Linked DNA regions of Sus scrofa: regions 1, 2 and 4 are each linked to region 3. The links are chromatin contacts, called in public HiChIP or PLAC-seq maps. All regions are on one chromosome and are shown on one strand. The core of a region is the stretch at or near the end of the contact, and the rest is flanking DNA. Distances in the headings are between cores, read along the strand shown.

What was found. HiChIP or PLAC-seq counts read pairs in DNA pulled down with a chosen protein or histone mark.
Region 1: an H3K27ac HiChIP or PLAC-seq map of alveolar macrophages shows a contact between it and region 3. The contact joins two enhancer-like sites. A contact is called at or near these places in 5 of 47 Hi-C or Micro-C datasets (embryonic fibroblasts, epiblast stem cells, heart right ventricle and 1 more) and 1 of 2 datasets of contacts at active chromatin or transcription factors (alveolar macrophages).
Region 2: an H3K27ac HiChIP or PLAC-seq map of alveolar macrophages shows a contact between it and region 3. The contact joins two enhancer-like sites. A contact is called at or near these places in 2 of 47 Hi-C or Micro-C datasets (epiblast stem cells and liver) and 1 of 2 datasets of contacts at active chromatin or transcription factors (alveolar macrophages).
Region 4: a contact with region 3 is called in an H3K27ac HiChIP or PLAC-seq map of alveolar macrophages. The contact joins two enhancer-like sites. A contact is called at or near these places in 3 of 47 Hi-C or Micro-C datasets (alveolar macrophages, retroperitoneal adipose tissue and subcutaneous adipose tissue) and 1 of 2 datasets of contacts at active chromatin or transcription factors (alveolar macrophages).

What each region holds. Positions count from the first base shown.
Region 1 is chr5:93,566,666-93,572,027 of Sscrofa11.1, reverse strand. It overlaps the pseudogene LOC100523905. Among named protein-coding and RNA genes, the nearest start is that of DUSP6, 270 kb to the right of the region's middle. Within about 2 kb of position 2,242, at least 9 of the 83 cell types and tissues checked have an H3K27ac peak or open chromatin away from gene starts, as enhancers often do. A contact at or near this core is called in alveolar macrophages, where this site is marked.
Region 2 is chr5:93,509,096-93,515,276 of Sscrofa11.1, reverse strand. No RefSeq gene overlaps it. Among named protein-coding and RNA genes, the nearest start is that of DUSP6, 210 kb to the right of the region's middle. Within about 2 kb of position 1,571, at least 2 of the 83 cell types and tissues checked have an H3K27ac peak or open chromatin away from gene starts, as enhancers often do. A contact at or near this core is called in alveolar macrophages, where this site is marked.
Region 3 is chr5:93,376,872-93,382,958 of Sscrofa11.1, reverse strand. LOC110260804 (a long non-coding RNA gene) reads left to right here. Exons shown (of 3, transcript XR_002344275.1): 2 at 411-578. Among named protein-coding and RNA genes, the nearest start is that of DUSP6, 77 kb to the right of the region's middle. Within about 2 kb of position 3,333, at least 30 of the 83 cell types and tissues checked have an H3K27ac peak or open chromatin away from gene starts, as enhancers often do. A contact at or near this core is called in alveolar macrophages, where this site is marked.
Region 4 is chr5:93,202,821-93,208,933 of Sscrofa11.1, reverse strand. All of the region lies in intron 10 of POC1B (POC1 centriolar protein homolog B), which reads right to left. Among named protein-coding and RNA genes, the nearest start is that of GALNT4, 73 kb to the right of the region's middle. Within about 2 kb of position 1,458, at least 6 of the 83 cell types and tissues checked have an H3K27ac peak or open chromatin away from gene starts, as enhancers often do. A contact at or near this core is called in alveolar macrophages, where this site is marked.

The DNA of each region.
Region 1 (5,362 bases), core at 993-3,492, 190 kb before region 3:
TGAACCAGTGCTATAACTCCTTTGAAATTAAATTCTTGCTAATTAATTACTCACCAGCTCTTTCACACTTAATTTTTTTCTTCCTGAACTGGTTGCAAACAGAGCCTACGATTCCCACATCTTTTCCATTTGCCAATGAATTGTTCCTTGTGTAATGCATCATGCCCAGCAGATATTCCATTACTGTAGGAAATTATCCAGAATCATACTGCCTTCAACTTGTCCATGCCATTGCAATGGCTGTGTGAAAGACATATAGTTAGTCCTTGATATTGTGACAAGAAGTTGCAGAACCATCCATGTTGACTCTCCCAGAATCTACAGATAACATCTGCTTAAATTCTAGGAGCAAGTGGAAAGCTGCGTGATCACAGTTAAAGCATAGAAGGCATGTTAACATGATTATGGGCATGGTTTGGGAGTTCGACTTTCCAGCCTCTGCCACTTTGTAGCTGGTAGAGCTAACTAACCTCTTTAACCTCAGCTTTCTCTTCCTAGGATAGTAGGATAGGAATATAATCATAGTATCCCTCTTGTAGAGTTTTCATAATGATAAGGAAGGTAACACAGATAGCATTGCACCTGGGACAGGAGACACCCTCAATCTATAATAGCTATTCATCTCATAACTAAAATAGTTAACCAAGAACTCAAATATGTTTTAAGGACACAACAGACCATTGCTAATGATATGCAATGCATCCCATTTGAGGTTTAACTTTACATATATATATTTACATATGTGTATTTAGTATTTAAATTATTTGTAATTAATAGCGTTTAATCTTGAAAGCATTTGTGTCATCCAGTTATCACTAAGGCTTTATAGTCGTTCAGATATGGGTAAGAATTCTAGCTTTTCCACATACCTAGTCAAATGGCAAAAGACAAGTTGGCTAATATCTTGAAACTTCAAGTTTCCTTATCTGACATGAAGGAAAGGTCATTGCTACTTTTTGAGATGGTTAGAATTGCATGTAAATCCTCTAGCAGCCAATAAAAGACAACTGTCATGACTTCTAAGCCCTCCATTTTCCTGATTATCCTAAGGAGCAGCAACTCTGTACGTTTAAGGTAAGTGTAGCAGAGAGCTACATCTCAGGACACTTCACAGAGCTCTAGCTCTTCATCTTCCTAGTGGCATTCTCTGAGAATTAAGAGGCGAGTATTTCTTTGGGAACGGACTCATGTGGGAGAGCTTGGAGTAGGCACTTTTCGGACTCATTTTCTACAGTGTTGGCAGAATGTGGGTTGTCATCACAGTCTGGGTATTGTCTTCTTCCTGCAGTTGTACAATTGTCACATTGTTGCATGGTGTTATCTTCATCTCCCTGACGGACTGATTATAAGGTAAATCTGTACTGCCTGACCAATGTGCCAGGTGTCTGCTCTAATAACTCCAAGTGTTATCACTTAAAAAAAATAGAGATGTGGAGGGGAAACAAGGAGCCACCAACCAGCATGCACTTCCAACCCCACCACAAAGACACCAGATGTTGCTAGGCTGCATTTTGTTTGGACAAGTTCTGCTTAATCTTCCCTGGGATCAAGTGAGGAATTCAACCATTGCCTGCTCAGAGCAATAATGTTGACAATCATTTAGCAACATCTGGAACTAAGGGCAGTTTCTTTTTCTTTTCTCCACTGAAGGTCGGGGAGGGGGAAGGTAAGAAGGCAAAGGAAGGGATATTGAGCTATTCAAAGACAAAAATAAAAATCTAGATAGGTTAATTCACTTTTTCCTTCATAGTATAGAATCAGAGCCTTTCACTCATTAATCCAGCCTATACCAGAACCTGTGATAAATTCAGGGGTTATAATAATTATGACAAGGACAAATGTATAAATAAAAACATAGTCCTTGACTTCAAGAGGCTTTTATTCTAGAGGTTTAACAAAAAATGACCACCAAACAAATAAAAAACAGCATAATTGCACATCGAAATGCTAGCTTTGAGTAATTCTTTAAAATCAGAGAGAAGGAGCAGCGGATATTTGTGGCAGAAATAGGCACCTGGAAGAGTTGTCATTTAAGCTGAGACATGAAGGATGGAATGAGGATTGAATGTTTTCAGCTGAGGGAAGAGGATGTGCGTAGACCTGAGGGCAGTAGGAAATTTAGTGTGTTGACGGTCCCGAGGGAAGAGATCACTAAGAAGAATGAGTAACGAGGAGAGTTGCAAGATGAGGGTGGAAAAATAGTCCAGGGCCAGCTCATGCCGGTCTTTGGGTCATGACTCATATTGTTGGTAGAATAGGAAACCATTGAACAACTTTCTGAAGGAGAAAGGCATATGTGATTTAGACAGTCTAGCACAACAATCAGAGGAGAGCCAGATTACTGAAGTTTAACTCTTGGCTCAACCATGTGTTAACTGGGTGACCCTGAGCAAGGTGCTTTGTTTGCTCATCTGAAAAGAGCAATAATAATAGTATCTACTCCACTGTTTTGAAGTTTAAAGGAATTATTTCATGGGGAACTGACAAAAGGGTGGACCCCTCATAAATGGAATTGGTGCTCTTATAAAATAGGCCTCAGAGAGTTCTCTCCCCATTTTCTCCTGTGTGAGTACACTGAGAAAATCACAGTTGCAACCTGCAAAAGGGTTTCGCACCAGAACCCAACCATGCTGATCCCCTAAACTTGGACTTATGTTCTCCAAAAGTGTGAGAAATAAATTTCTGTTGTTTGTAAGGCAACCTGTCTATGGCTCTTTGTTTAAAAGCTCAAACTAAGACAATATGTGATTTTTTTTTTTTTTTTTTTTTTTTTTTTTTTTTTTTTTTTTTTTGCCATGAAATGCAGCAGCTTGATGTGAGATCACAGTTCTTAGGCCAGGATTGAACCTGATCCACAGTGGTGAAAGCCCTGAACCTAACCATTTGACCACCAGGGAACTCTTCATTTTCTTTCTTTTTTTTTTTTTTTTTTTTTTTTTTTTTTTTTGTCTTTTTGCCTTGTTTCTAGGCCCACTTCTGTGGCATATGCAGGTTCCCAGGCTAGGGGTCGAATCAGAGCTATAGCCGCTGGCCTATGCCAGAGCCACAGCAACACTAGATCCAAGCTGTGTCTGCGACCTACCCCACAGCTCACGGCAACGCCGGATCCTTAACCCACTGAGCAAGGCCAGGGACTGAACCTACAACCTCATGATTCCTAGTCGGATTCATTAACCACTGCGCCACGACGGGAACTCCTTGATTTTCACTTTTAAAAAGTTGTTGCTCCTGATAACGTGTGGACAATGGACAAGAAAAAGTGGTAGCAGAAAGATGCACTGAAAGAGTGTATGTAGTAATATAGCATAGAAAATCTGAAAGTCTGAAATAGGAGGGCAGAATTGGGGGTGTCGGAAGGAACTGGATTAAGATAATGTCTGGGCATAAATAAAATGTACTTCCTGATGGACTGGAAATGAAAGTGAGGAGAAACCAGATCAAGAATGGATCTGAGACTTTTCAAAATAACCAAAAGGCAGCAATAACCCAAATGTTTCTCAATAATGAATGGATAAGCAAACTGTGATGTATACATACACTGACATATTATCTAGCCACCAAAAGGAATGAAACATTGAAACATGCTACTATGTAGATGAACCTTCAAAGATGATCCTAGGTGAGAGAAGCAAGACACAAAAGATCACATAATGTATGATTGATTTATGTGAAATATCCAGCATAAATTAATCCATAGAGAGGGGTAGCATTTTGATGGTTCCCAGGAGTTAGGAGGAGGAGAGAATGGGGGAGTAACTGCTTGATGGGTATAAGGATTCCTTTTGGTTTAAGGAAAATATTTTGGAACTTGTTAGAGAAATAACATTGTGATTATACTAAATGCCACTGAATTGTTCACTGTAAAATTTGTCGTTTTTATGTTACATGCATTTCACCTCAATTAAATTTTTAAAAAGAAAAATATTAGATCTTAAATTTTATCTTGATCAACTAGATGAAGAGTTCTCAAATCAAATGAGAACAAAGGAGCTCATTGTTGTTGGGAAGTTTGAGTATGTAATGTTCATTATTTATGCAAATAAAAAAGCAAGAAATAAGTTACTACAATTCAACACATGACATTTAAAACAGTGGAAATGACTGATATGAGCAAGAAGAAAATTTAGAGAAAAGATATGATAAAGACCTTGGGATAACCTGTGAGAAATGCCAACAGCCCATTGGACTGTGTTGAAGAATGGAAGAAAGATGAGAAGGTAGAAGTAGTCTGTTCAGTTATAAACTTGGAATTTGTTTCTAAAGGGGAATAGAAAAATAAGGCAGGAACTGAAGTAATATATATGGTTACCCACCAAAAAAAAAAAAAAAAAAGTCTTAGAAGAGGGAAAATACTACAGCATGCTTGTAAAATAAAGGAATGATTAAATGAACGGTAAGATGTTGCTGCTGAGAGACAGCATGAATAACTCAAGGAGCAAAGTCTTTCTAATGCAAGAGGCAGCAGAATCCAAAGCCAAAGTGGAAACATATCCCTTCTTAGAAGAGGAGCAGCACTTCCTTCATTGCGGAGAAAGGAGAATTAGGATGGAGATGCACCAAACTGGCAGGTTTTGTGGTGGGAAGATGAGTGAGTTCATTTTCAATGACTTCTAGTTTCTCAATGAAGTATGAGTCTGGTCATGAGAAGGATGCGTGGGAGGTTTGAGGAAAAGGAGATGATATAGTACAGTCATCTCACAGAGATGGAGAAACTTAATAGGATTCCTGAGCAGTTCTGAGTGCCCACTTGAGGTTTCTGAATTCTGAATCAGTCATCTTTGCTTTGTGATTTTTTTCCCAACAACACTGCCTCTTGGGTTTGGGCAAAGGAAAAGCAGGAAAGAATCCTGCAACCTTAGAATAACTGTTATGATTCACCCAGGACCTATCATATTCCGCTTCCTGCTCATTGGCTGGTGGGCACTGAAGGAAGTTCAGTAAGCCCATTTGTTAAATATAGAAGGAAGAAACATCAGCATCAAGATATTTTGTGCCTGGACATCTGCCACCAGTAGTAACAAGGTTACGTCCAAATCTTTGGCCCCAACTAACCAAGGCATCCAGTAAGAAACAGTCTTGTAGCCATACTTACACCAATGATTGGAAAGGGTTGCCATGGAAATTGCCGTATTAAAAAGGTCAGAGTTGTTTCAGGAGCTTCAGTGCAGCCTCACTAATTTCATGTAAGATCTATCTGAATTAAAAGGTAAAATACAGAAGAGATGGAAAGAAAAGCAGTTGTATTTTCTTTCAAGTATATTGCGATCTATCTATTTGAACTAAAATGTGTCAAAATAATTCCAAGTGAGTGTGGTCTAAATTAATTACCTGATAAAGCAAAGTTTAAAAAGGAAAAATAGAC
Region 2 (6,181 bases), core at 322-2,821, 130 kb before region 3:
GAGGAAAGGCCAGCATGCATAAGTGGTGTTGGTTGGAGCATAAGAATGAAAGGTGGCCAGGAGTTTGCTGGGGCTATAGAATAGAAGAGAACATGAGATTTTAACGAGTTGTCATAAATAAAGACCTTGGACCATTGTGAAAGTTTGAGAGAAAAATGAACAAAAGTTGACCCTGTGTCCATAAGCAAAATACTTCTTAGCTTAGATTATGATGGATCATGGCTTCATAAAGTGTTTAATTATCAAGTGTAATGTAACCATCCCCAAATTAACAGTTTAAAATTAGAATGTATATATGTATGTGTGACTGGGTCACTTTGCTGTACAGTAGAAAATTGACAGAACGCTGTAAACTAGCTAAACTAAACTAAACTAGCCATTAGGAAAAAATATCATTAAAAAATTAAAATTATAGAAAAATGCATTTTTCTCATGACGCTGAAACTTGGTCAGGGCTCAGCAAGAACTGCTCTATTTCCAGAGTGTCAGCAGGGAAATTTTGCAGCCAGGGGCTGGGCTCTTCTGCAATTTTTCTCATAGTTCTGATGGTTGATGCTGGAAGACTCAAACAGAGGGCTACACCACTAGGCTTCTGTGACATTGTGATTTATAATAAGAACTATAGGGAGTTCCTTTCGTGGCTCAGTGGAAACGAATCCGACTAGGAACCTTGAGGTTGCGGGTTCGATCCCTGGCCTTGCTCAGTGGGTTAAGGATCCGGCATTGCCGTGAGCTGTGGTGTAGGTCACAGACGAGGCTCAGATATGGTGTTGCTGTGGCTGTGGCATAGGATCCGATTGGATCCCTAGCCTGGGAACCTCCATATGCCATGAGTGCGGCCCTAAAAATAGAAAAGACAAAAAAAAAAAAAAAAAAACTATATATATGGTCTTCTTCCCATTCCTGGCACAGAGCTCCTAAGATCCTTGGAGTTTCCTGTGAGGAGAGCAGTATAGGGTCCTTTCATTATGTTAATAAATGACTTTTATAAAGCATCTAAGGAAGGAGGCTGGTTGCTAGGGGAACCCACTTTGATTTGAGAGTTAGAACTTTCAGTCTCGCCCCAACATCTGGAAGAGAAGAAGGCCTGAAGATTGAGTTCAATCATCAGTAGACAAAATTTAATCAATCATGCCTGTGTAATGAAGCTTCCATAAAATCCCAAAAGGACAGGGTTTGGAGAGCTTCTTGGTTGGTGAACATGTGGAGATTTGAAAAAAGCAGCAAACCCAGAGAGTGAAGAAGCTCCAAGATCCTTCCTGTACACCTTACCCTACACATCTCTTCCATCTGGCTGTTCCTGAGTTATATCCTTTGATAATAAACTAATAGTCTAGTGAGTAAAATGTTTCTCTGAGTTGTGTGAGCTGCTCTAGCAAATAAGTTGAACCCTAAGCGTTGAACTCATTAGAATCTCCACTCTATAGTCAGTTTGTCAGAAGCACAGGTGATAAACTGGACTTGTGATTGACTTCTCAAATGGGAAGGGGAAGCAGTCTTGTAGGACTGAAGTCTTAACCCATAGAGTCTGCTGCTATCTCTGGGTAGATAGTGTCAGAAGTAAGTGGAATTGTAACACACCCAGCTGGTATTGCAGAATTGCTTGGTGGTATGGGGAAAAAACTGATGCATCAGACAGAATTGGTGGAGAAAATCTTAGCTTCTGTGTGTCTGTGTGGACTCTCTGCATGGTCTCTCCAGTATGACAGTTTCAGGGTTACTGGACTGCTACATACTAGCTTGGGACTCCCAAGGTGAATGTCCTGAGAGATGGAAGGAGCCTGGAAAAAGCTGAGTCACCACTTATGACTTAGCCTCTGAAGGCATGCAGCATCACTCCTGCCACTTTCTCTTTGCCAGAAGTTAGTCACTACAGCCAGCCTATATTCAAGGGGAGGCAGATTAGACTTCATATTATGTATGAAAAGTCAAATAATTTGGGTACATGCATTAAAACCACTACATGAATATTTTACTTATAGCTCTTTATAGATATGTGGAACACACTTGCATACACCTCTGACCCTGATACTCCCAGGCTCTCCAAATCTGCCCGCACTTTGTGGGGGCAGTAGACTCTGCTAATCCTCTTTGCTGGAGGGGAGACCTGAACACAGAAATGCCGGGAGTAGGAACAGAAAAAGCGATCCTCCTATTTGTGCCTACAGAGGACAAAAAAGGAAGAAGTATGTTTCAAGAAATTATTTGCTTTTATTTGCAGTGATGTAGAGGTAGAATATGGAGATGAATACACCAGTTGGGTTGACAATTAAGCAATAATCAAACTACTGACTCCTGGGCGTCTCCACCTAGATAGCCAATCAGTATCTTGAACTCAGCATATCCAAGTTGAACTCAGTTCTCTCCTTTCTCAAGTCTACCCACTTGCATTCCCTTTTTTCATTTCTTCAGCCCCCACTCTACTCTGTAATCAAGGGACACACCTACCCCTCTTCCACTACCTATATTTAATTAGGTAAAAAGTCCACCTCCTCAATATCTCTTGAGTCCATTTTCCCCGCTGATTCTGCCTCAATTCTATCCTCAGCATCTCTCCTTCATAGCAACTAAATGAACTGGCTATTTTGCCTCTCTTTTTGTCATTTCATCTGCCACAATGTCAATTGTTACCTTTCAAAAACACAGATCTAATAAGGGCATGGTCTCGGGTAGAACAATGCTTCTTCATTACTGCAATGGCTCCTCACTACCTAAGGGATAAAAATTTTAGTGTACAGCAGGATGTAAAAGGTCAGGTTTTATTTTCCATCTACATGTGCAGACAGCACTCCAATCACTCTAGCCTTCTTGTCTTTCTCCAAACACATCATGTTCTCTCTTGCCTCTGTGCATAATGGCCACGGTGTTTCTTCTAGAAAAGCCCTTTGCCCTTTGGAGTCATCACTTAAAATCCTTCAAATCCCTGCTTCAGCGTTATCTCTGTCGAAAATGTTCACTTTAAATCCATGTTAATTACTTTCCTGTGTTCCATCGAATCTTGTGTTCATTTTTTAATTGTTCTCACTTTATCATTTCATAATTAACAGTTTTCACACCGCTAACATGAAACCTCGAAGCTCATTAAGCATACAAAATATTATCTTGTACGTCTTTGTATCTTACTTGTGTCTGTCACACAAAAAACAGCCAGTAAGTGTACCTCAAAAGAAGGAATGAATGAATTAGAATTAGTACTCTTTAAGCTTGTACAAACTATTCTTGCTCAAAAGTTCAAACTATAGAGCAATCATTTATTTGTTTCTTTTTATTTGAATTTTTTATTGAAGTATAGTTGATTATAATGTTGTTCCAATTTCTGCTATACAGCAAAGTGACCCAGTTTTATATATATATTCCTTTTTTTTTATATGATCTTCCATCATGTTCTATCCTAAGAGACTGGATACAGTTCCCTGTGGTATATAGTAGGACCTCATTGCTTATCCATTGTAAATGTAATAGTTTGTCTTCTAACCCCAAAGATCATTTATAATAAAAGAGAGAAGCAGCAAACTGTCCATGTTGGATCACTAGATAAAACACAGAAGGGCTAAATCTCAACAAGCTTAAAGGGCATCAAAAAAAAAAAAAATCATAGTCCTTTTGAAAAGGAATGAAGAGTAATGTATGAATAAATAGATGGATGGGTGGATATAGCACCAGATAATTTAAACCATAACTAAATGATTCCACCCAAGAAAAAGTAACTTTTCCTCCTAAGACGTGCCCAGAAAGGTAAGCCATGGGAAATGTATAGCAGTTCTTCCAACCACAAAGATTCACAGAAAAGAGAAGTGGTCGATAACTTTGAAGTGTCCTGTACCAGTAACGTGCTTATCAACACTCTGTCAAAAAACAACAGTTCCTTTCATGACAAAGGGGTTGTAGAATTTAACAATTCTGGCTAACAATGGAACTACTAAAAATGAACAGAATTTCAAGCTTATGTACTAGATTTTCAAGTAAATATCATTTTATCATAGAAAAATATGACCATTTTTAATTGTGGCTACTTTTCATGCTACAAGCTTATGCCAGGCAACACCTTTACAGTGGGAGGCTAAGAAGAGTATGGATAGAATTACTCAGCTCTCTTCCTGTTATGCAAAAGGAGTGGAAATGAGCATCCATAAATACCAAGGTTTAGTAACATGGAAACAGAGTTTTTTGAAGATTGGAACAGAGGGGTGTGGCCACTCAAACCAGAGGGTCACACAGAGAACTGCACCTCCAAGTGTTTCTCATTGCAGCACTGATGGGCGGGCCAACCTGACATATAAGAGACATTTCGCATTTTTCTATTTTTTTTCTTTCCCACCTTTTCCTTTGTACATTTTTCTTCTCTCATGTTTCCTCCTCATCTCTCCCTTTGTTATTCTTTTCTTCCCCCTTTCTCTTTACTCTTTTTCTAAAGTGTTAACCAACAATTTTCTTGACTCACTTGTCAATTTTTTTTACCTTTAGAAGGGGCACCCCTATCTCCATATGATAAAACAGATTTTAAAAAAATATGAATGTGTTAAATCATGGGGGAAAAGGCTGACAAGTCCTGATTCCACAAATAGTAAAGAGTGAAACTTTCACTGGGAAAAGAAGCACTCCAGTCTTCCCCAAGTCATCACCACCTGTGATGACCTTCGATCAATGGCAACGGTATCTTGTTACATTGGTGGTTGATGTCTCAAAGAATATCCAAGTGCATTATGAGAAGCAATCTTGGGTTGAGTTTCCCCCTACCTCTAAAAATAATGTGTAATTAGCAATTATTGCTTTCCATTAAGTGAAATTTTCATGTCTGAAGATGTTCGAGCAAAAGCAGACAACCACTAATGAAAGATGTTCTAAAGGGTATCTTACCGTAGAGATTGTGATAAAGTACCCTGTAAGGTTCTTCCAAGCCTGAGACTAAATCGCCTCCTGTAACCTACACCATAATGGCAGAAAAGAAGGCAAAGCAAATCCCACTTAATCTGAAACATAAAGAGGGTATTTGTTCATTGGTTTATGAGACTACATTCTAGATTTCCAGATGCCTTGTCCTATGTTCTTTCTATTACAAAACAGTATTTTCCAATTACTTCAGAAAATGTAAAAGAATAATGGCAAAGAAAACATAAACCAGGAGTGCAAACAAAAGTCAAAGCTTTCCAGTTCAGCAGAGCCAAAGAATTTTACTGCGGGACCTAGTGATCATTTACCCCAGTCAGGAGGAAAACTGTTGGACTAAAACAAATGAAAGAGATTGCAAAGTCCTCTGTTGAAATTGATGGCATTTCACCCTATCCAAAGATTAACTCAGTTAATGGTGAAACTGAAAGGATGTGAGTTGAAGATATGCCTAGTAAATACTTAAACTCAGTGTTTTTCAAAGAGATTAATCCTAATAGCGTAAGAGTAAAAAACACACTTCTGATTAACAGGAAAAAACCTAATCTGGGAGACCCTCTTGATTAGGTTAGCCATTCCATGCAAAATGTCACAATGGCAATCAGAAAAGACACCCCTGAAATGCACAATGAAGAAGCGCTTTAAAAACAAAGTGGTTTACCTGCAGACGAGGGAACAATACAATTCGGTCCTTGTGTAAAAATGCTCAGTCAGAGGAAATGAAGCAGTGTCATTGAGGGGTTCCAGAAAATTGAGCAAAGAATAGGAAAGACTCTTTTGCTGCTTCATTCAATTTCCATCTCCTCAGTGGCTACTCATCCTCTTTTCTAGCCCTCACAGTCTTTCCTCAGCATTCCGAACTGATGGCAGAAGGGGAAACAGAGCCATCACCCCAAAGACTACACCAGTCAAGTCTGGTCCTATATTATTTTGAGGCAAATAGGCATGTAATGTAAGAAAGTGGATATATTTCCATAACATATAAAAATTAGGAGTCATCACTTAAAATAAAAATTATTTTATCAGTGAAATCAGAAAGTACTTAATGTGCATCAGTGGGGATGAATGTGAGGTCAGACAAAGGCCAAGGAAAAGGGAAATGAAAAAGATTACACCTTCAAAGAAATAAATACTTTATTGTATTGTAAACAAGAATGATGAATATAAAGGATATTTGATCAAATGGAAAGGTAATAAAGGATGATAAAAATATAATTCCTTTTTGCAATGGAATGATAGGCAGTTTCCAGATTAAAACTGTATAAGGTTCCAAAGGTAATTTAAAAGACAACTA
Region 3 (6,087 bases), core at 2,084-4,583:
TTAAATCCCTTCCACATTGTAATTCTCTGCGAAGTGGAATAAATAGCACATGGGCTCCGTCACCTGCTAAACATATGTCATGGGGTGTAAATTCATTTATTTGAACCTTAATATTAAAGGAGTTTCTTGATTTTAAATCATCCGATACCAAAGTATGACTTCAATCCAAAGCAGACATGCCCTGGAGAGTTAAGAGACCTTTTCAAAGACAAAGGAGGCTTCTAACCTGCTCACAATTAGCCATTACATGCTACTAGGGGTTGTTTAATTGGGACTGCCACTCTCAATTAACCAGCGACAAGTGAATAGAAGAATGAGTAATCAGAATTAGGTACACATGTTACCAATTATGTCCATTAGGGAGCGTAATGAAATTGCATGTTTTGCTTTGCTTTTCCTTTCTTCTCTAGCTCCAAGAAGTTATATGAAAAAAAGTAGTGACGGGACCGAGCTCAAGCATAAACTTTTTCCTTCTAAGTGTAAGAAAACCACGTACATCGAAGCTCCTGCAGTTCTTCATCATTTGCTCGGCAGTGGAGCTGATCAGAATTCCCTCCGATGCTCTTCAAGATGTCCAGGTGAGGCTCTTTGTGATTCAGACATATGGCTCTTTTTTTTTTTCAGATTTGTGATTTCTTGATCTAGATAATGGCCCCAGCTTTTCCAACAACTTTCTAACTGAAGGAGTATCACTTACGGTATTAATCAGGGTAATTAATGCTCGCTGCTATGATAGCAAACCCCAAATCTCAATGGCTTAACCCAGGAAAAATGTGTTTCTGCCTCAGATCGCTGTCTCATAGCTGTGCCATCTGGAACGCTGAGGGAAAAAAGAACTGAAGGAAGCAGGCCATCTCTTAAGGTCTTAGTGCAAACATGACACACATGGCACTTCTTCTCACTTTTCATTGGCCACAACTATTCATATAGCTCTAAGCTTAACTGCAAGGGAGCCTGGGAAAAGCAAAGGAGTACATTAATACTTGGTGAGTTCTTACAGCCTCTGACACACCCACCATATTTTTATCTGACTCATCATCTGTAATTCTAGGATACCACCTGCCTCCTCCAGACCACACAGAAAGAACAGATGTTTAGAAAGCACTGGGTCACCCATTAAGTGCTGAGCAGCTCTGGAACAGACAGCTTCCTCTCCCAAACTGTTACTTATACCTAGCTTTTTGCAAAGATTAGATTCCTGAAATTTTGGAAGGGAGCTCATCTGCATAAATCAAATTAGGTTTGGAGGTGTTCCTTTTTAAGTAGCTAGAAATTCACTGTGTGAAACGAGCTATTGTGATCTCTGGCTTCTGAGTCAGATACACACACATAGGTGTTATGGCAAAAGAAAACAGCAATTAGCAGATTGTCCTCATGTTTGCAGTTATAAAGGTTGGATGTTTGTTTGTATAAGTAATATTGTGTGATCCGCTGTTTTCAAAAATGGGGAAAATACCCAAAAAGGAGGCATCTGCTTGACTATTTACAGACACAGACATCATTTCAACATTATACCTTCACACACACACACATACACACACACACACACACACACACACACACACACACAAAGGTGGCTTCCCCATCAAAAAGGAAAAAATAAGGAAATACTATAGATCTTTAAGCTCTTCAAAGAGAAAATGGAAATTTCTGCTAAAGTAATGCCGATTTCAACTAGATATTTGAAAAAGTCCCCAAATATTTAGGCTAGCTTAGAGCCTTTCCCACAGGGAAACTGAGATAGTATATGAACTTGTTGATTGAGGAAGGTTTAGGGTTCTGGAAAGAAGAGCTAATGAGGTACTTAGGAAGGTCGTAATTTCATTTAACAATGGGACTTAGGCTTTGTCATTGTTCACATGCATGGATCTGCTTATTCAAAGTAAAACGAAATCCTAATCAATAAAGAGGTATTGCCCTTCGGTGCAGAGCCCTCATTCAGTCCAAACTGTGATCTTAATTATTGCGCAAGACAGTTTCCTTGAACAGACCTCTGAGTGATAACTAAATAAAGCTTCTATGTAAACCATGCCTCTTAACCTTTCACCCCAGGGCCTATGCCTGAATCCCTTCTTTATTAACCTGGTAGCTCTCTCACCACAGCTATCTCTCAGGTAGTCCCAGCCTTTTGGAATAATCAGTCACCTTAGAGAAAGCAGGAAGTGTTTGCTCAGCCAACGTGGTAGTCTTTGGCTATTTCACCCTCCCCAGGGGATCTTGGCCTCTGTACAGCTATAGCTATGACGAGGCTCTCTGCAATAATTCCAAGGGTTGGACTCTAAATGCTGAAAACCCTTTCATAATTGTACACATAAAACCTGGCAAATAAACTGCCTTTTTAAGTGTAATGGAGTTATTTCTGATCCATTCACCAGGAAGCTGTATGTTACACATTAACTGCCATAGCACTATGGCTTATAGCCATTGGCTCCCTCGGAATCTTCAGTCCAGTACTTTAAAAAAAAAATAAAAAGATTTCTAGACTGTTAAGCTGCGGAGAATATGATTATTCATACGAGAAGAGTTGAGATTTTCTAAGAGTCTTTTTCTCCTGTATTTTCTTTAGAATATGTACATGCTCGTAGACTCTTATCTCACACTCACAGAAAGCTTACAAAGTTCATCTCCAATGGAAAACAGGTCAATAACCCTTCTATAGATAAAGATTTCAAACGGTGAGCAATTATCTGATGAATGTACTTCAATTGCTAATTAAGAATAATTTAATATGCAGAAGTCAGGAGTTTATCTTGCCCACATCACAAAGCCAAGTATCCGTAACTACATAGTTAGGGATATCATGTGTTGATTAAAGTTTATTACAAACAAATGAATCAACAGGAAGATACTGAGATTTTACCACTTACTTAAGGCCACTGAGTTCATAAGTCACAGATATTTAGAGCAGACGTGATCTTGAGGGAGTCTCTAAAAACAACTTCACTTTACAGATGAAAGAGGGGCTTGGGAAAAGAGCAAAATCCAGGCTGGGCTCCTCCAGTCTGATTATACCTGACTCTCCTCCTGCATCCCCCCATTTTCCGGCTTCGCATCCGTAGCAGAGGGTGGTTCTCCGTCTCTGCTTTGGGAAACTGGTAACTAACAAGTTGTCTGAGTGATAAGCATTCATAAGCACGCCTGAAGGAAGCAAGGGCTGTTGGTTTCAAAATAACCAACTGTTATTCATAAGTGTGGAATGACAACTTTTTGCTCATCTGTTGAAATTTAGCTGCCTTAAAATAACAAATATTTTCCACTTGTCCCTAACTCATTCTTGTTAACAGAGACAAATGACTCATTGAGAAATGACTTTTGACAGCTTCCAATTGCCTGGTGGATTTTTATAACTGCATTTTACTGGGTCAAGGAGCAGCCATGTGTAACTCTTTGGGGCCATTATTGGGTATAAACTCTGTGGCAACCGCACTTGCCACATTATTCATTTAATCATTTCAAGGCGAATGCCAGGGAGACCAAAGTTAACAATACTCATAGACAGAATGCCTCGTCACAAGTGGGAAAGAGAATTGTCTGCCCTGTCTCCAAGAAGAACCACGTAAGAGAACATGTAGGTGGACTGGATCAAATCCCTTACCGAAACCACAGCTTAATCCTGAGAGCATAACCTACTGACAAGGAGCCCCTTGCACTTTTATTTCTATTTACAAAAGCTACATATATGCTTCTACAGAATCATACAAAATGGCATCCTCTGAGCCATAGATTCTGGAGCTCTAACATATTATTTCTTTTCTTTCTTTTTTTTTTTTTTTTTGTCTTTTTGCCATTTCTTGGGCGGCTCCCATGGCATATGGAGGTTCCCAGGCTAGGGGTCGAATCAGAGCTGTAGCCGCCAGCCTACACCACAGCTCACGGCAACGCCGGATCCTTAATCCACTGAGCAAGGCCAGGGATTGAACCCGCAACCTCATGGTTCCTAGTCAGATTCGTCAACCACGGAGCCACGACGGGAACTCCTCTAATGTATTATTTCACAGGTGAGGAAAGAGATCAAGAAGTATTCTATGAAGATCATAGAAATGGTTAACAACAGAACTCAAGTGAGAACTCAATCTTCCTGACACCTCCTCTAGCGGGCTTTTTGTTCCATTTATGGTTCACCATAATTCTTATGTTTTTAGGTTTTTATTTTTTCTATTGTAGTTGATTTACATTGTTTTGCAGTTTCTGCTGTGCAGCAAAGTGACCCAGTCATATATATGTGTGTGTGTGTATATGTGTGTGTGTGTGCATGCGTGTGTGTGTGTGTATATATATGTGTATATATATATATATATATATATATTCTCTTTGTGTCACATTACCCTCCATCGCATGTGAGTAGATATAGTTCCCTCTGCTATACAGAAAGATCTCATTGCTTATCCACTCCAGATGCAACAGTTTGCATCTACTAACCCCAAACTCCCAGTCCATCCCAGTCCCTCCCCCGGCCCCTCGGCAACCACAAGTCTGTTCTCCAAATCCATGAGTTTGTTTCTTTTCTGTAGAAATAGTCATTTGTACTGTATATTAGATTCCAGATATGTGATATCATATGGTATCTGTCTCTCTTTCTGACTTACTTCACCTAGTATGAGAGTCTCTAGTTCCATCCATGTTCTTTTTATGGCTGAGTAGTATTCCATTGTGCATATGTACCACATCTTCTTAATCCAGTCATCCGTCAAAGGACATTTAGGTTGTTTCCATGTCTTGGCTATTGTGAATAGTGCTGCCTTGAACAGAGGGGTGCATGTATCTTTTTCAATAAAAGTTTGTCTGGATAGATGCCCAGGAGTGGGATTGCTGGGTCATATGGTAGTTCTGTATTTAGTTTTCCGAGGTACCTCCATACTGTTTTCCATAGTGATTGTATGTGGTTCACCATAATTCTTTAAAACTTTTAACAGGTTCATGTGTTAAAAAGGTCTTGCACGATGACATTTAGATTGCTAGTTATATTCTAATCTAGTTGTTAGTCTATTCCTGATGATTCTCTTCTATATGAAAAATCCTATGGTGGTTTATCACTGTACCTTCTTTCTTTTCTCTTCGTTAAAAACTAGTTTAAAACAGTGACAAAGTTATTACTATGTCCAATTTTTATTAATAATGCCTGACCTAAAATCAAAGGAATAAGAGGGAAATATCTTAAATGTCCGTTTGCAGTGTTTTAATCTCATCATGGTGACCTTTTGGAAACATTGCTTACACTCTCACTTTGAAAATGATTATAGAATCTGTCTAAAGACAAAGAGGGACCTGAATCTAAGGTTAACCTTGAGTTAAAAAGAAAAAGCAGAGGGATAAGATCAAAGGCAAATCCTCCCTCAGGGCTTCAGGAGCTGTTCTCCCCCCACCCCAGGGGAACTGTTCTTTTTCCCAAAATCTAAGCAGTCAGAATAAAGCAAATGTACAGCTCTTTACTCAGCCAGATAGAATCAAAGCCTTACATTCTATGTCCACGGAACAGGAATTTCCACACATTGATAAGGACAGCCTCAATTTGGATTGAGGTCAAGGGAGTCCTTTTTAAGTTTGTTAGAACTTCTGTTAGTTCTGTTTTCTCTCTTTTTTCGTTGTTCATTTCCAGAAAGTAGGTGATTAAGACTATAGTGCTGAAGAAAAACGTCCCACTGAGTCACAAAGCTAAGAATGTCTGTAGTGACGGTGCTAATATAAGTTTTTTTCTGGAGATTTATAGCTGTGCTGATTCACAACTTCCCACCCACGCCGAGGGGATAGGAGAAAAGAGTAGCCTTCTCTTCCAGTTAACTGTAAAATGCATGAATCAAAAAAAAAAAAAAAGAAAAGTCATATGGTTAGTTCAGAGAAGTTGGATTTGTTATATTTACAGAAATGAAGAGTCTCTCAATTAAATGTATTTTACAATGAGTCATTTTCGGATGGGGGAAGATCACATTGTGGGGAGAAGAGAATCCTCCCTCTGGCTTGATATTTTTAAACATCACAAAAGCAAATGCAAACTAATTTGCACAAAGATTCTCCCAATGGGTGAGCTAAACATACAGCCTATGAACCAAAGAATGGAATGGCAGCTGCAAGGAGCCCCAGCAGTAATGA
Region 4 (6,113 bases), core at 209-2,708, 170 kb after region 3:
CAAAATATTAGCAAACTGAATCCAACAACACAAACCTATCACCTTAAGGTTCTGAAGGTCCACAAAGATTTTACAGCGTTAAAATCAAAGTGTCAGCAGAGCTGTGTTCCTTTGGAGGCTCTAGGGGTGAATCTGTCCTTTCCTTTTTCAGCTCCTCAAGGCTGCCTACCTGCATGGCTCAAGGCTGTAGCACTCCAACCTCTTCTCCCCCTGTCATACCTTCTTCTCTAACTCCCATGCCTCCCTCCTTCCCCTGTAAGGACCTTTTGTGATTGCACTGGACCACAAATCTAGGATCATCTCCCCATTTCAAAATCCTTAACTTCATCCCATTTGCTAAACCCCTTCTGCCACATAAGGAAACGTATTCACATATTCTGGGGATGAGGCAATGGACATCTTTGTGAACCATTACTCTGCCTCATATGAGAAATGAATATACAAAAGAGACCCTGTTGGGAGTTTCCATCATGGCGCAGCAGAAATGAATCTGACTAAGAACCATGAGGTTGCAGGCCTCGCTCAGTGGGTTAAGGATCCGGCATTGCAATGAGCTGAGGTGTAGGTTGTAGATGCAGCTCAGATCTGGAGTTGCTGTGGCTGGCAGCTGTAGCTTCCATTAGACCCCTAGCCTAGGAACCTCCATGTGCCATGAGTAAGGCCCTAAAGAGAAAAACAAACAAACAAAAAACCCAAAAAAAAAAACCCAAAAGAGACTGTGTTGACATGAGATTATATTCCAATGAATGAAGAAGGAAAATATATAGATTTGTGATGTGAGGTCAGGTAGTAACAAAAGTTATGAAGAAAAATAAAGCTGGGTAAAATGTTACATCATGATTTAGCTTCATTGATGATGTATTTTTTTGGGGGGGAGGGGAATGGGTAGAGAGTAAACTTAGGGCATGTTAAGTTTGAGATGCCTATTAGACTTCCAAGGAGAAAAATCATAAATACAGGTGGAAATATACAATTCTAGATTTCTGTGTAAATCCAGGTTGGGGCAAGGGATATAAATTTGGGAATTAACAGAATTATATAAATTACCAGTTTTTATAAAGGATACAGATGAACTGCCAGGGGAAGAGGTACATAAGGCAAGGTGTGGAAGGGTACCAAGTACAGAAGTTTCTGTTCCCTTATAGCTGGGGGGTTTGGCATATAACTATTTGCAACCATGGGTCTATAATCATTGAAGGCGGAGCCAAAGAGAACGGTTGCAAAGCCTTTAGAAGGCAGGAAGAGAAGGAGCAGGAGAGGTGACTAGTGACCCAGGAGGTAGGAGGGATGCTGGACCAGAAGCCAATTAAGGAAAGAGCTTCTAGGAGGACAGAGTGATCACCAAGACCACATCCTGTAGGAAGGCTGGTCTGGATGAATCACTGGGACCCTGCCTGGAGGGGAGTGGTGGGGCAAAAGCTTAATGGGAGCGAACTCAGAAGAGTGGAAAGCGAAGAAATGAAGACAGTAAATGCCTTTTGTTTGAGGAGTTCTGCTATAAAGGGAAGCAGAACAATGAGACAGGAGCTGGAAAGGAATGAAGGATCAAATAAAGGCTTTCCTTTTTAAAGATGGGAAACACATCACCAATGTGGGCCGGTGGAAAAGATGAAGCAGCAAGAGAGCAGCGAGGTCACAGGACAGGGAGGAGATAACTACGTGGCGAATGGGCCACTGGGCAGCACCGTGTGACCCTTGGAGTTACAGAAATAAACTAGGGGCGGATCAGTCAGCACGGCTGTCTAGTCAAATTCAGTTGCATGGTTGTGGGTAGCGAGTAGGCAGAAAAATAGATTTAACCAGGCTGAAGTTTTGGGGGTGAGCTCAATGCAGAGAGGAGGGGCAAGGGCATTGCTCGGGTGATGGACTGTAGAATCCAAGCCCAATAAAGGAGAGGCACATGGACACAGAAGGTGGGCAGTGAAAAGGCGGAGGCTCGTGGGACTGGAGGCCCTCCCGGGGTGATGAGTGGTCGGAACTGGAGTACTAGAGGAAGTGGTGGCCAGTGAGTGGGAGGCTTTACACTGAGCTGACCATTAACACAAAAGATTCAGACAGTCTCTGAGTTCATCTGAGAAGCCTGACCGAGAGAGGAAGGCTGTCTTTTGGAAGTGACTCAGGGCGCTGCCCTGTCTTTGGTTCATTCCTTGAGATCAAAGACAGTGTTAACCAAGGACTGGATGGATTCATCAGAAAAAGAGCGAAAAGAGCCATGGAGTCACCCACATGGGGTTGTCACAGGTCCACAACACAGGGTTCGTTCTCCATTTCTAAAACTTGAGGACGTAAAGGCCGTTGGTCCTGGAGAAGAAAACCGCGTCTCTTCTACCCTGTTTCGGCACAGTGTAGCGTGCGTCCTTGTACACAGAAACCCTCCTACCTGATCAGGTCTGATGGATTTAAAAATATTTCTAGGATAAAATCAGAGAATGTCAAGTGGAATTTGTGTCTCCCAGACTAAATCTGTTGAGCTGAGAAAGGCTTTTGTTTATCCCTTGGGGAAAATCATACATCTTTGTCTCAAAGGGAGAAAAAGAGGCTTTGGGGATAAGGTTTTACTCAGGCTTTGATTTTTTCTTCTTCAAACCAAGTTGGAAATTTCATTTTTGTCAGATGTCTTAAAAAAACAACCCCTCCCCATTCAACTATCAACTAGAATATCTGAATGATTAATTCAGCGCCCTTGAAAAAGACAGCTGAGGCCACAAATCTGTCTTGGCCTTTAATATTTATTCTCATCTCTAGAGAAGCTTATTAATTTTGAAGCCATGAATAGGTAGGATACAGCTAGCACACATCAAATCTGTACAACAACCTCCTTCCATGTTTCACATCTTATACAATTAGGCAAACATAAACTACGAATCCCTTAAAGGAAGATTTGTCTCCTAAGGCCCTTTGCTGAGTCGAGAATCAGGCGCTGCCCTGGATAAACCTAAGTACAGACCATAATACTCAGTAAACTAGAATGAACTCTCTCTTCTGAGTTACTATAAAACTAAAAGATGCTATTTCCATTATTCTTAGCACTCTAGAAAAAGATAACGACCAATAAAACCTTCTGTAAATTCCAAAAAGAGGACAAGTAGCCATTGCATCTTTTGTGAATCCTGCTGTGCTAGATTCACAAAAGGCTACAGAGTAAGGGACGCATTCCTACTATCTCCTTTGTAGAGAACTCATCAAGAACAATTTATGCAGCATGCTGAATTGACGAGAGCAGAAATAAACCATTATATATAGTGATACTTCACTGTGTTCAAAAAATCAGCACGTGTGTGTGTGTGTGTGAATCTAAATTCTGAGGCAGGTAACAGCTTATATGGTACAATGATGTTTTTAAAAGATAGTTTACATTCAAGTAAGGATTACATCCTTGAAAAAGTTTGACTTGGAAAACCACACTTGGTTTACTTTCACCCACTTTGCGTCTCGGAAGGGCCATCTGTCCACCGTCCAGAAAGCCTCCCCTTCTTTGCATGTACCACGGCCATCAAGCGACATTGGTACAGGCATGAAAAGGAAATGCACGCTTCCCGTGATGCTAACATTTCTGAATGAATCTGTACGTCTCTTTTTATCAAATAACAACTGACTTTTTAAGCTCCAATGATGCTCTGTCAATGAAAAGACAGAAAGGATAATAAGGTAACTCTCTCCCCCACCTTAAGAAATAAAGTAGGTCCTTTTAGGATCTCTCTCTGCCTCTCCCTCTCAGAGGATACCGCCACCTCGACTGCAGTGTCTGTCATCTCAGTCTACGTCCCTTTACTTTCATCACATAGGTAGACACCCCTAAACAGCAGTTTGGTTTTTGCGTGTATTCAAACTTCATGTAAAATAGTAGCATATCAGACCTCGTTAGTATTTTCTGTTAATCGACATTGTTGGATTTGTCCACGGTGTTTCGGGCAAGTCTACTTCACCAATTTTCAATGCCAAATAGTACTCCACTGATGGGCCAGAGGTGGCCTCGCTATCGTTACTGCTCCACAGTGAGCCCTCCTGTGCCTCCCGAACACAGGCGGCGAGTATAAACGTTCAGGCAGAATTCAACCAGATAGTGTCCCAAGTGGTGGAATCGACTTACTCTGCAACAGGCAGAGGGAAGTCTCCCCTTTTTCTACAAACTCAACAAGAATTGGTTGTCAGACATTTCAAATTTTAACAAAAATACAGGCGGGAAATGGTATAGCTTTCATTTCATTGTGCATTTCCTTGATTACTGGTAATGGAGCATATTTTATGTCTACATTGATCATTCTTCTGAAAATTGCCTATTTAAGTCCTTTGTCCACTTTTTTCAGTTGGTCCACGTCTCTTTTTTTATAGTTTACATTTATAGGGGCTCCTTTTATATTACGGACACCAAGACCTTGTTGTTTATAAGTGCAACACATCCCCGACTCTGGGGATTGTCTTCATTTTTACTTTATGGGATTTTTAATACAAGTTTTTGTTTTAAATGTAGTTAAATGTATTAACCTTTTTCTTTTATGATTTGCACATTTTATATTTTGCTTAAGCCATCCTTGCCTACCCAGAATACATGAATATGTTCTTTGGTTTTCTTTTTTTTTTTTTTTTTTTTCTCCCTCTGGGCCATACCCATGGCATATGGAAATTCCCAGGCCAGGGGTTAAATCGGACCTGTAGCCACCGGCCTAGGCCACAGCCACAGCAACGCGGGAACGTGGGTGAAGTGTGCGTCTGTGACCTACACACTTAACCCACTGGGCAAGGCCAGGGATTGAACCGTGTCCTCATGGGTACCAGGGGGGTTCGTTACAACACAGTACAGCATAGCGATGTAATATTTCTATATATTACAAAACGGTCGTCATGATACGTCCAGTTAACGCCCATCATCATGCGTCATTTACAGAGTGTTTTTCTTGTGATGAGACATTTTAAGATCTACTTTGCTGGCAACTTTCAATATACAAGAGAGTATTAGTAACGCTAGTTGCCATGTTATACACCACAGCCCCATGAATTATTTATTTTATAACTGGAAGTTTGTACCTTATTTATTTTGAAATGATTCTTATTTTTGCAATTGTAGTTGGTTTTCGGTGCTCTGTCAGTTTTCTACTGTTTACAACAGAGTGATTCTGAAGTGTGGTTTTTCCACATGTAAGCCTTTAACGCATCTGATATTGACTTTGTGATTAAAAGTTAGAACTTAATTTTTTTTTTCATATAGCTAATTGTCCCAGCCACATGTATTGAACAGTCCATTTAGTGAGTAATATATCTTCCTGGTCCACAAAGTCAGGCCTTGCATATCCTGACCAGCTGCATTTGTGTGTGTCTGCTTATGTGCCCTCCGCTGGGGACTCTGTCTCCCTGTAACGAGACCTGACTCACAGCTGAATGAGTCCCCAGTCTTCACATTTCTTCAAAATTGTCCTGGTTATTTCTGGCCCTTTGCCCTTCCACATAGGCCATCATATCAACTTTTTAGGTTTCATTAAAAATCTCACTGGGATGTTTACTGGAATTGCCTTGAGTTTGTAGATTTACTCGGGCACAACTAGTATCTTTATGATATTGAGCTTCCTTATCTACAAATGTAGTATTCAAAAACCCATGGAATATTTAATAAATTTTACGTTATCCCGTCGTGGAGGCCACTCTAGTACTTTCTGTATCTTTTCAATTTTAGTATAATTGCTGTGAAAGCAACTACACCACCACATTACTGTCATAATAATGTACACAGCCAATCAAACCAACAAGCCAGATTTATCTTCAAAAAACGATTCTCATTATTTTTATGAAACATACCATTATCACAGAATCAGAAGGATTATTTGAAATAAATTTCTGAGAAACTATTTTCTGGGCTTGGCTTGCTTACACTCTGAGTTTAGATAATGCCACTCCTTGACCTCTTTATGGGGCTATTTCCTATTCCTCAAAACTCTTTTAAGTGCAAAGTTCGAAAGAAGTGAGCTGTGTTAAAAGTCATGAGATATTTTTTAAAAAATTATACACAAAATAATTCAGGCTTTGCTCACTTGAATAAGACTAGCTTCCTTACTGTTTTAATAATATGAAGAGGCCAATTTTAAGGCAGGAATTCATTCGATCATTTAACAAAGCTACAT